2 separate regions of the Gossypium arboreum genome follow, and region 1 is linked to region 2. A link is a contact called in public Hi-C data. All regions are on one chromosome and are shown on one strand. The core of a region is the stretch at or near the end of the contact, and the rest is flanking DNA. Distances in the headings are between cores, read along the strand shown. Region 1 holds the start of LOC108456725 (U-box domain-containing protein 3-like). Region 2 holds the start of LOC108483396 (protein LIGHT-DEPENDENT SHORT HYPOCOTYLS 3-like).

Region 1 (5,458 bases), core at 18-2,517, 280 kb before region 2:
AAGGTTGAAGACTAGAATTATAAAAATAGAATCAAAGTAACAAAAAGCCAAAACCTTACTAAATTTATCATTATTCTTAAGGCTTATTAGGCATCTAAAGATTAGTTTTTTTAATGATAAATATAAATCAAATATTAAATTGAATAATGATAAAAATAATGCATAAAAATAAATTTAGTCTTTAAGGTATATTTGGTTGGGTGGAAAAGTGAGGATGGAAGGAGGGAGTGAAAAAGTGAAAAGAAAATAAATTTTGAGTGTATTTGGTTGGTAAGAAAAACGAGAGGAAATAAAATAGAAGAGATGATCAATTCTCATCCTAATACATAAAAACTAATCATTCCAAATTTGAATGATAAGATAAGAGAAAAAAGAGAGATGTATATATTATTTCAAATTTATGTATTTTTTAAATATTTTATTTTATTTCCTTTCAATTTTCAACTCTATCAAAACATGAGGAAAGAAAATCATTTTTCTTTTCGGTTTTTTTTTATCTTTCCTACCAAGCAAATCTATGGAAAGACAATTTATATTTTTTATCCTTTTAGTTTGTTACTGGTTCAATTTCTTATCCTTCCAATTTTTTCTACTCTATCAAGTAAATCCTTAATGTTTACATTTTTTTTTGTCAATTTAGCCTTTATTCTATTTTTAACTAAATTTGGTCTTTTAACTTTTAAAAAAAGTCAAATTTGATCATATACCTTTAAAAAGAGTTGGATTATTTCTTTAACAAAAATATTGACTAAATGCTAATTTTTAAACATGACAACTTGCATAATAATACATATGTACTTTTGCTAGTTTTTTTGAATTTTTATGTTTATTTAATTTGAATTTTATTTTATTTTTAAATTTTTTAAAATTTTAAATTATTTATTGACGTGACATATAAAATAAATGTGTCATATCGGCATGAAATATACATATATTGTCGTTGCTATGCCAACATCATTAAAAAATTAAATTTTTAGTAAATATTTCTATTAAAAATTAATATTATTTGAAATGTTAATGATTAAATTTAACTAAAAATAAAAATCAATTTAACATATGTAAAAATTGAGAGTTAAATTTATTATTTTATCAAAACATAACAAAATAGAAAAAAATTATTATTTTACCAAAACATAAAAAAATTAAAAAAAATAATGACATGAGTCCTCCCCCCTTGACTTAGCTCTTGTCTTTGTTTTATCTAATCATTTGATTAAATACTAAATCTTAATTAATCAGTCTCCCCCACTCTTAATTAATTTTCTACTCAATAAGTCATAACCCAACAAATCATCAACCAAACAGGGCCCACCCAGTTTACTTTTTTTATTTTTTATTTTTCAATTTTTTTATCAGTTTTCTGCAGCTCTCCCCTTTTTCTTATGCAGCCTTATGAGGAAAAAATTCAGAGCTTGAATGTTAAAGATGTAAATTTTGATCATTTCCATTGAAGGGATTTTCTTTTCATTTTCATTTTTTTTTCCTTTTTCATTACTCAAATGTACATCAGGATCTGTGCTTTCTTTGTTTTACAAGCGTAAACCAACTTCAAGAAAGAGGTATGCTTTCAATGTTAAAAAGATGGCTTGCTCTGTGTGTTTAAATGTGGATTTCTCAATACATTTTGTATATTTTTAAAAGGTACTTTGCTGATTGTTTTCTTTATATAAACTGGTTTTGTTGTTTTGAATTGGATTTAAGCATTGGGAAATGCTCCTGCTTTCAGGTGAAATTTGTTCTTGTGTTTTGTTAGTTCATAAGTATGGACTTGGGTAGCATTTGAATCAAGTTTCTAATTGAAGTTAAGAAAAAAAATTTCTTTATTTTTTACCTTGGTTCAGTGAGCTTACATAACACCCTTTTCTTGATCTCATAGTAGCTCTTTTATACTCAGCTTTTGATATTGTTGGGCTCAAAACTCTTATCAAGCTTTCTTCAGCTACTAAATGAATAATTTGAGGTTTTAAGATTTCTTTTTTTTTTTTTGTTTCTTTCCGTCTCTTAAGAAACAATGGAGCTGTGTATTATATTTTACACTTTTATCAAGCTTTTTTTTTTTTTATTCACAACCGTTTTCGTATAAGACTTTAGTAGCTTTATTATTTTGTCATTCAAGATCAGTGGTTATATGTGTGTCCTTTTTCATTGAGGCCAGTAGATAAAAGCCTTTTTTCACTCCCCAAGCTATTATATTTTCTGATGAAGGGAAGATCTGATCTGATCTTTTATTTTATTTATATTATTTTATCTTTTGTTGGAAAGTCAGTCTAACGTTTCCTTAGACTCTATGAGAAAAAAGTCATCATGGAAAATGCAATGAATGATATTTTTTCTAGAATAATTGATGTGTGTTCTTCCCATTGGCAATAGTCAGAAGCCTTTTGTTTTATACTTAAAATTTGAAAATATCATACATATTTAAATTGGAAATTTAGTCAAAGTGGATTTCCTTACAATGTAGGGAAGCAAGGCCAAGTTCCATGGCGGTGGCAAACTAATAATTTTTACAGCAGTGAATGTTTTTGTCTGTGTACGATCTTTCTGCTCAAGTTGAGAGTATGGGAAAAAGACAACACAATCAAAGATGCAAACTTGTGTTTTTTAAAGGGCACTCTTGTACTAATTTTTTAAATTTTCTGATATGCTCCATGAAAAGCAGGTCAGATGGACACAACCTCAGTGAGATGTCTTGTAAACAGTATATCTCGATTCATTCATCTGGTATCATGTCAGGCAATAAAAGTTGCTCCTGTCGAAAAGGATTATAGGAACATGGTTATTGTGTTAAAACTTTTGAAACCACTGCTTGATGATGTTATTGAGTGCGAGATACCTTCAGATGATATTCTATACAAAGAGTGCGAAGAGCTAGATATGCTTGTTAATGAGGCTCGAGAATTCATGGAGAACTGGTGTCCTAAGATGAGCAAAATTCACAGGGTAAGTTTCATTTTAGTCTTTACTGAATACATTTTAGATATGCTTGATGATCTTAGGATTGATGCTCGGTCACTTTAATGAAGATCATAATCAGTATTAAGGATCTAAATGTTCTCCTTCAGACTGAGATTCTCTGAAGATTCAGTTTGTAGAATATTATAGTTCATAGAAGAGAATTTGAATGACACGCTGCTCGGGATCAGCGCGAACGGCGGTGAAGCTGCGATTTCACTACGATCTTGTACATGCAAGCCGTGAGCCGTCTTCTCGCCAGGGGCCCAGGAAAGGACTATTCCCACTAACTAGCGCTTCGCCCCTTCTTATCTTATGCGGGAGGCAGATTCTTGCTACTCCCATGTGCTGCTACCTAAGAGAAGATAGCGACTATCAGCTTACTACTGGAGCGTAATAGTGATTGCAACTATGACCCGGTTTCTTGTAGAATGCAAGAAAATCTATATCATGCAAATGCAACAGTCTAATTTAGAAGTAATAAAGATGGTGTGATCTTGTTATTAAAATGAAATAATTTTGAAGAACATTTAAAGAGTCGTAAAATGGCCAAGCTATTCCAGTTATCACATTGCTAGAAAGTGTTTTTCTTTTATTCATGTTTTTCGTGCAATCACATGTAGCATTTTAGTAAAACAAATGGGATGGGGAGAGGGAAAAGGACTTCTCCCCTTTCTGTGGTGCAGTCACCCAAAAGGAAAAAGAAGCTTAAATATTGGATGTTGAAATATGTTATGAATACCTTATGTACAAGAAATAGGATTTTGAGGCTTCTAGTACTATCATATTTCTTACACTTAAAACCATGCAGGTTCTCCAGAGTGAACCTTTTCTGACAAAAATGCAAAGCTCTTCACTTCAGATATGTCGCATATTTTATAGATTGTTGCAGTCAACTCCATCATCATCAAGTATAACCAGTGTACAGGTATGAAAAAATCAGTGTCTTTTTCTTCATTCTACATGTGGATGACAAAAATGCTGTTCTTTTTTTTTTTTCCCTAAAATTTGTTCTCTAAGAATTTACTAAAGGTATCTGGATGGCAACAACTATCACTTTCTCAGTGCTGAGTTAGCATTTTAGTAGTGAGACTAATTGATGTTCAACTGTTTCAGCACTGTATGCGGGAAATTAAAAGTATGGAGCAGGAGAGACCATCAGAAAATATAGGACAGGCTTTGAGAAGTAAAAAAGATGATGCTATTCCCTGCACAGATCATCTGATAAATGTTATGAAATCACTAAACCTGATGTCAAACCAGGAATTGCTGAAAGAAACTTTAGCTTTGGAAAGGGAAAGAACTGATGCGCAAGTCAACAATGCAAAAGTGAAAATAGATCAAATCAATCAGATTATGGATCTCATCTCCCATATACGAGATTATATGCTTAAGATTGAGCACTTTGAACCCACAAGTGGCATTTTGATACCTCCAGGCTTCCTCTGCCCCCTGTCATTGGGGCTCATGCTGGATCCTGTATTTGTTGCTTCTGGGCAAACTTATGACAGGGCCTCCATCCAAAAGTGGCTTGATAGTGGCCTGACCATTTGCCCAAAAACCCGTCAAACGCTCGCACATAAAAATCTCATTCCAAATTACACGGTCAAAGCAATGGTAACAAGTTGGTGTGAGGAAAATAACTTACAACTTTCCAATGCTAACCTTGTTTCAATCTCTTCTCCTTCAAACCATATATCTTCTCGAGATTTAACCTATTCTTATAGTAGTAGTTCCGCATCGAGGTCATCTCTTGAAGTTGGAAATGGTTTAGAGAAGCAGATGATTGACAGCTCTTCCAGATTTAGTGGAGAATGCAACAGATTCCAAAGCAGGGAGACCGGCAAGTATGACCACCAATCTCCTGATCAATCATATGTTCACAACAGGACTGAGTCAGCCTCGAGTACAATCTACAGTGTTGATTATGCACCTACTCCTGCTTCAAATGACTTGTCAATGAGGTCAAAGAAGAATGAAATGAATGAGCTAGCTGAAATTTCATCTAAGAGCCTTGGCAATTTTCCTTCAACAAAAGAATATGGAGTTTCTCACTCGATAATGGGAAAGCAGTTGCAGGTTTCTGGAACAAAAATAGAAGATGCAGTCAATGGAAACCATAATTATAACAGAGCATGCTCCAGTGCATTTTCTAGGCCAGGGTGTGATGACTTGATCACTAGTTCCCATGTGAAGAATCTAGTTGACAACCTTCAAAGCGTATCAAATGAAGTCCAAACTACAGCTGCTGCAGAGTTACGTCTCCTTGCAAAGCACAACATGGACAATCGTATAATTATAGGACGCTGTGGTGCTATTGCACCATTACTTCCTCTCTTATACTCGGAGGTAAAGATAACACAAGAGCATGCGGTTACAGCCCTTTTGAATCTTTCGATTAATGAAGATAATAAGGCTGTGATTGCAAAATCTGGAGCAATAGAGCCACTAATTCATGTTCTAAAGTCTGGAAATGATGGAGCAAAAGAAAATGCTGCAGCAGCAT
Region 2 (6,028 bases), core at 2,277-4,776:
GGGATGGTATATCGATGTGTGATATATTTGCATTGGAATTATGTGTTAGAAAGTATGATTCCGCTATAAATATGAATGAGATTTACATAAGTATCTCTACTAGGGTCAGTTGGCTCATGGAGTCTGGGTAGGTGTAATAAGTTGTGTCGCATGCATGAATATGCTCATTTTTTAATACCTTTTTGTTATACGATTCCAGTATTAACAAATCTATGTCATAGGAAAATGTAGAAAAAAAAAGCTTTATTTGTGATGCCTTCGGTAGGGTAGTTTCATTGTAAATCAGACTGGCAGATCACAGTTAGACCTTGCGAGCAATTACAATATTTGTAAAACCATGTAGGTGAGACCCCATGGCATCATTTGATAATATGCCAATATGGCGAGACAGTGTGAGACCATGTGAGTGAGGCTCCTTGGCATCCATTGTGTTGGTCCGCTGGGATAGTAAAATCGAAAGCCAGTATGGAAAAGATGTAGTCCATCGGGACTACAAACTTGAGAATTCTTTAGAAAGCCTTTGTGGCTAATCTTGTAAAAAGCCTTTGTGGCGTATTATCTAGAAAGCCTTTGTGGCTAATATTGTGAAAAGCTTTTTTAGAGTATTATCTGGAAAGACCGTGTGACGAATTCTGTAATGCTTAAATGGCGAGTGGTTAGACCACCCATACCAAGAAATCTAGGTATGTCTTGTCTAAGAGAGTTTTCAGCATTGTATTCGACTGAGGAAACCACCTTAGTAATCCACCAGGATAGTGAGTTTGTCGTATCTAGAGGTATAGTGGTGTAAAAGTTCGCCAAACCTGTGAATTCTCTCCTTATGTATTAATGCTATCTAGAGTGCTATTGGGTGATCAAAACCTTGCATTCATCTGAGTAAGTATGTTGTTTGGATTAATTGTAAGATTTGGTACAAACTGTGTTTGGTGACTGTCAAAAATAGTAGGAAGATCAGTCAAAGAGTAATACCCACAGGAATATTACCTTGGGGAAAGTATTCAAATATTATCTTCAAAGGGATACCGAAATAGAATTCAAACTATGGGGTTGAAATTGTAACCCGCCAGTCAAATGGACCGTCTATAAGGTATTCAAGAGGAAAGGTAGGCATATGGTTATCTGCTAACCAAGAATCACAAGAGTACCTGCCAAGGTCTGAGAGGGAATCCAAACCTTAAGTCAAGAAATTCTACAACACCGTTTAAAGGTAATATTGATTAAGGCCCACTAAGTTCCTTTAAATATGCGTCTTTTGGTATGCAGGTCTAAAAATTGAACCAGTGTGGCCAAGGAATGTGCCCTAATGGTAAACCGAGGGCAATATTATGCATACAGAGGTATGTTCTTAGAAATATATATTTTCAAATGAAAAATTGTAATACATGTTACGAATACGTCTATTAAATCAAACATTTATGTTATAAAGTTTTATACTACCTTTAAAAGTCTGGAACAAACGATAAATGTTTTATTCAAACCTATTGTCCTAGAAATAATTTCAAAAAAATAAGAGGTACATTCTTATGGCTTTCATAAGTTGTAAAATTTGCTAAGTATGTAAATTTTGTAACATCTTATGTTTGAATCCGATAAACCGAGTCGAGTATAGGGTGTTACAGGAAATTTGATGGTTTCAAGCTTAAATTAGATAGATATAGTGAAAAGGACTAAAATTAATGGAAATGAAAGTTTCATTATACATAAATGAAAGTGGGCATGAGAATGCAAAAGATAAATGATGAAAATCTCTACATTTTCACATCAAATACCTAATTATTTAATTAATGAAATAAAATAATATCAAAATAGTATTAAAATAATCCAACCAATTATTTCTCAACACCTTTTCACCATTAATCATTACATTTAATATTTATTGAAATTAAGAAATGATCATTTTATTGTTCATATTTCTCTACAATTCCATCATTGAATCACTTTTCACTTTTGGTAAAAATGTGATATGGTCCCTCATATTTCTCCACTTATTCAATTTTGTTTACCAATTTTGTGTCACGAGGACTTTTAGGTTATTTGCACTTTTGATCTTTCAACTTTTCATATTTATACTTTGCCACCATAAATTTTGAATATTTTCACTTGAGCAGCAAAACTTTTCACATATTTACAATTTAGTCTATCTTAAATTAATATATCACAACATACTTTTTAATTCAACTTTTTTTGGCATCCATTAACCTTCTCTTTTATCATTTATTTTCTTTATTTTACTTTACCGAAAAATTTATTACGCACAATTCTCACTTAATACTACTTTTATAACATAATGTTTCTAGGGGTGTTACACCAAGGTTGTTCACATGTTGCGACCACATTTGTTAATTGTTTTATTATAAATATTAAATTTCACCTTTTAAATATTTTTAAAAAGTATAACTAATTTTGTATTTTTATATTTTATATTATTTATAATTTATGCATTTTTAATTTATTATCTATTTTAAATTTTTAAAAAAATTAAAAGTATGGATTTTTATATTTTTTTAATATTTAAAATTAATACCAAGTTGATAAAATATGTAAATGTTATTAGTTTATTATTAAAATAATAAAGACCAAATTAATACAACTTACCATTATTAAAGGCTGAATTTATCATGTCAATTGAAAAATAGTCATATTACTACATTAATTGAATGTTAAATTTATTATTATTTCAATTGAAGAAAATACTATACCACTTTTTTGTTAGCCATTAGAACTTATTGGCGTTGGATAACTCACGCATGATTGAGTCACTAATATTGTAATTTACCTTAATATATGTATTTGAGGTTACGTATAGGTGAGTTTTGACTTTGTATGAATTTGCTTCTGAACCCCAATATACTCCAGGTCCCAAACCATCCAATGAGAAAAATCTATTTAGGAGCAATAATTAAACTCGAAGAAAATTATATTATTTATCCACAAATAGAGTTAGCAATATCATCGGTACATTCTAAGAACTAAAATATGCTTAAAAATAACTATAAAAAATTAAACTCCTTTCCGAAGAATTACATAATCAATAAAGTAATAAAATTACTTTTTAGCTTGTAGAATTCCAAATTATAAACTTTAGTCCTTGTAAGGGGTAAGGGGACAGGAAGTACTGCGTCCATGTAAAGAATAAATAAAAATTAGTAAACCACTGTTTATATTTTGCAAAACTCAATGAAGTATTTTGTGTTAAATAAGTAATATACCTCACTCAACCAAATGTTAAGATCAGGTACAAAATCTTTAACTTTGCATAAAACAAAAACATAGCTGTAGTTTCTTTTTTTGAATAACAATGAGAAATTTAAAAATAAAAAAATGGGATTTTTATCAAAAATAATATTAAAATTTTAATTTCAAAATGGGAAATTTGGAAAATGGTACTGTGGTGAATGGAGAAGGAACTGTCATTCGAAGCTACAGAGCTCAAGGGAAAAAATCATGCCTTTCCCTTAAATTTTGTCCTTCCAAAACTTTGTTTTAAAGGAAAAAAATTATTTTTTAAATGTCTCCATCTCAACCCATTGCATGCCATTACCCTTTATTGCAATTTAAATTTTCATTTCATTTCATTTTGTTTCATTTCCACAACCCCTAAACCAGAGTTCTCTTCTCTTTCTTAAGAATCAATGTCATCCATAATAATAACAATAATAAAATTCCATTAACAAAGCAATATATATACCTCTCTCCCTTCCATCATTTTTTTACACCCCAAATCACTTACTAATATATTTCAGCAACTCAATCTGAGAAAAGACGGCCCTCAAAAATCTTCTAGTATTGCTCCAAGCAAAGAAAAACTCAAGAGAGGGGGGGGATCATTTCTCTCTCTTTTCCCATCAATCTCATCAGATCATCCACACTTTCCCTCATATCTAACAACTACAAATCATTAAAACTACTATTTCAACTCCAAAATCTTCTTCTGTTTAGCTGCCTAGCTCTCCTCACAAATGGAAATTGTGTCTAATATAAATCAATAGTCGGCAAGGTCTTCCAGTCTTCCTTCCTGGTTAAAGCAAAGCACTTCTGTTTTTTTTTTTTTTTACTTTGGGTTTTCTTCTTGACGGTGTTGTTTCATATCAACAGTTCTATCTGCCAGAGAAAAGAGTAGAGACTAAATTATGTATGTAAAACTAAGTTTTTTTTTGGTTCCTTGATTCATTTTTTACAGTTTCTTCGTCTTTAATCTCTCCTTTTCTTGTTAGGTCTATGTTACACTGTCTTATGGTCACTGAAAAAGTGTTTTTTATAAAGGAAAGATGAAACCCTAGGTACTTAAGATCTTAAGAAATAAGATCAAACCTACCACAGCGAAGACCAACACATCTTTTTGCTTATATATTTGGAACAAGACCTATTGAAAGCTGTGTTTGGTCTCCATGGATTCAATTCGAGAAACCGATAGCTCCAACTCCGAAAATGTCAGCCTCATCAATGTGAGCAATAACGGTGGCACTTCACTTCCATCCTCGTCTTCTTCTCCAACCGCAAGCCGCTACGAGAACCAAAAGCGCCGTGACTGGAACACCTTTGGTCAGTACCTGAAGAATCATAGGCCCCCACTTTCCCTCTCCAGGTGCAGTGGAGCTCACGTCCTAGAATTCCTTCGCTACCTTGACCAATTCGGCAAAACCAAAGTCCACACTCCAATCTGCCCTTTCTATGGCCACCCAAACCCACCAGCCCCTTGCCCTTGCCCGCTCCGTCAAGCCTGGGGTAGCCTCGATGCTCTCATCGGCCGCCTCCGAGCTGCCTTCGAAGAAAATGGAGGCAAACCTGAAGTAAACCCTTTTGGGGCACGAGCTGTGAGGCTTTACCTTCGTGAAGTTCGTGATTTGCAGTCAAAAGCAAGAGGGATTAGTTATGAGAAGAAGAAGCGTAAGCGACCACCAACTCAACAGATCCCGACTCTACCAATGCCGCCGCCACCACCACCAGGTGCAAGTTAAACTATAAAAAGAAGCGTAAGCGACCACCAGCTCAACAGATCCCGACTCTACCATTGCCGCCACCACCACCACCAGGTGCAAGTTAAACTATATATATGCATCACCAAAACAAAACAAAACAAAACCCCATATGCAAGCTAGCATTTCACTCTATTTAATACTACATATATGGGATAATTTTCTGTACTTTGGCCATAAGGTATCATATTGAGGCATGGGTATATATTTTAGGGTAAATTTTTTTTTTTTTTTACTTTTTCTATGCTTCCTCTTTGCTGCTAGAGTGGTAAAAACTGGTAATGTCTTTGTGATTTTTGGGGATTCCTTGAAACTACTTTTGATGCAAACAGTGTTAGTATCATCAGTAATGAACTATTAGTAGCACTAGTACTAAAAGAAAAAAGTCATTCAAGAAGTGATTGTACTATCAGTTTGTTGCTTAAATGGAATTGAGAGCATCTAATTGCTCAGTTTTTATGGACCTTCCATATTTTAAATATATAATATATTTATATTTGCAGGTCATCTCTCTGAATCTTTCTCCACTTTAACCCTATTCTCTTAAATTCCATTTCTTTTATTGGAGCTCGAAACAGCTCTACATGAGGTTCATTTCATGTGTCAGATTTGTCTAGCACTATACTTAAATTGTTTTAATGGCTTTGTTGCACTTACAGATGGTAGTTAGTTTCACTCTCTGTTTTTTTTCTCTTATTGGCACTTCAATTTTATGCTTGACCATCCGGAATTAATTGATAAGAACAACATCAAATTAACCATTTAAAGATTGATTTTAAATCGATTACTATTAGATTTTTACCACTATTTGGCATTCTTTTCTTCTCTATTTATTCTATGATTTGAGATTCAGAAGATGGTTAATTAGTAGCCAGCAATGGTTAATTAGTAATTAATACTAGCTAGCTGCTGGTGCTGTCATTTCAATGTACAAAAATGGATGATGCACCACTAGTGATACGTGTATTACAGTATATTTATATTCTTATATCATAATTAACTGCTTATGTTTCACTACAGAATCATAGTAAGGACTAGATATTTCTAGAATT

What was found. A called contact is a pair of places that touch in the nucleus more often than the background predicts.
Region 1: a Hi-C map of leaf shows a contact between it and region 2, with 3 times the contacts expected there. The contact joins the promoter of LOC108456725 here to the promoter of LOC108483396 in region 2. A contact is called at or near these places in 2 of 5 Hi-C or Micro-C datasets (both in leaf).

The regions. Positions count from the first base shown.
Region 1 is chr7:65,836,907-65,842,364 of ASM2569848v2, reverse strand. It overlaps LOC108456725 (U-box domain-containing protein 3-like), which reads left to right and starts at 1,267. Exons shown (of 6, transcript XM_053030861.1): 1 at 1,267-1,559; 2 at 2,462-2,530; 3 at 2,657-2,940; 4 at 3,764-3,880; 5 at 4,069-5,458. The coding sequence starts at 2,665.
Region 2 is chr7:65,557,527-65,563,554 of ASM2569848v2, reverse strand. It overlaps LOC108483396 (protein LIGHT-DEPENDENT SHORT HYPOCOTYLS 3-like), which reads left to right and starts at 3,526. Exons shown (of 1, transcript XM_053030444.1): 1 at 3,526-5,435. The coding sequence starts at 4,389. The coding sequence ends at 4,958.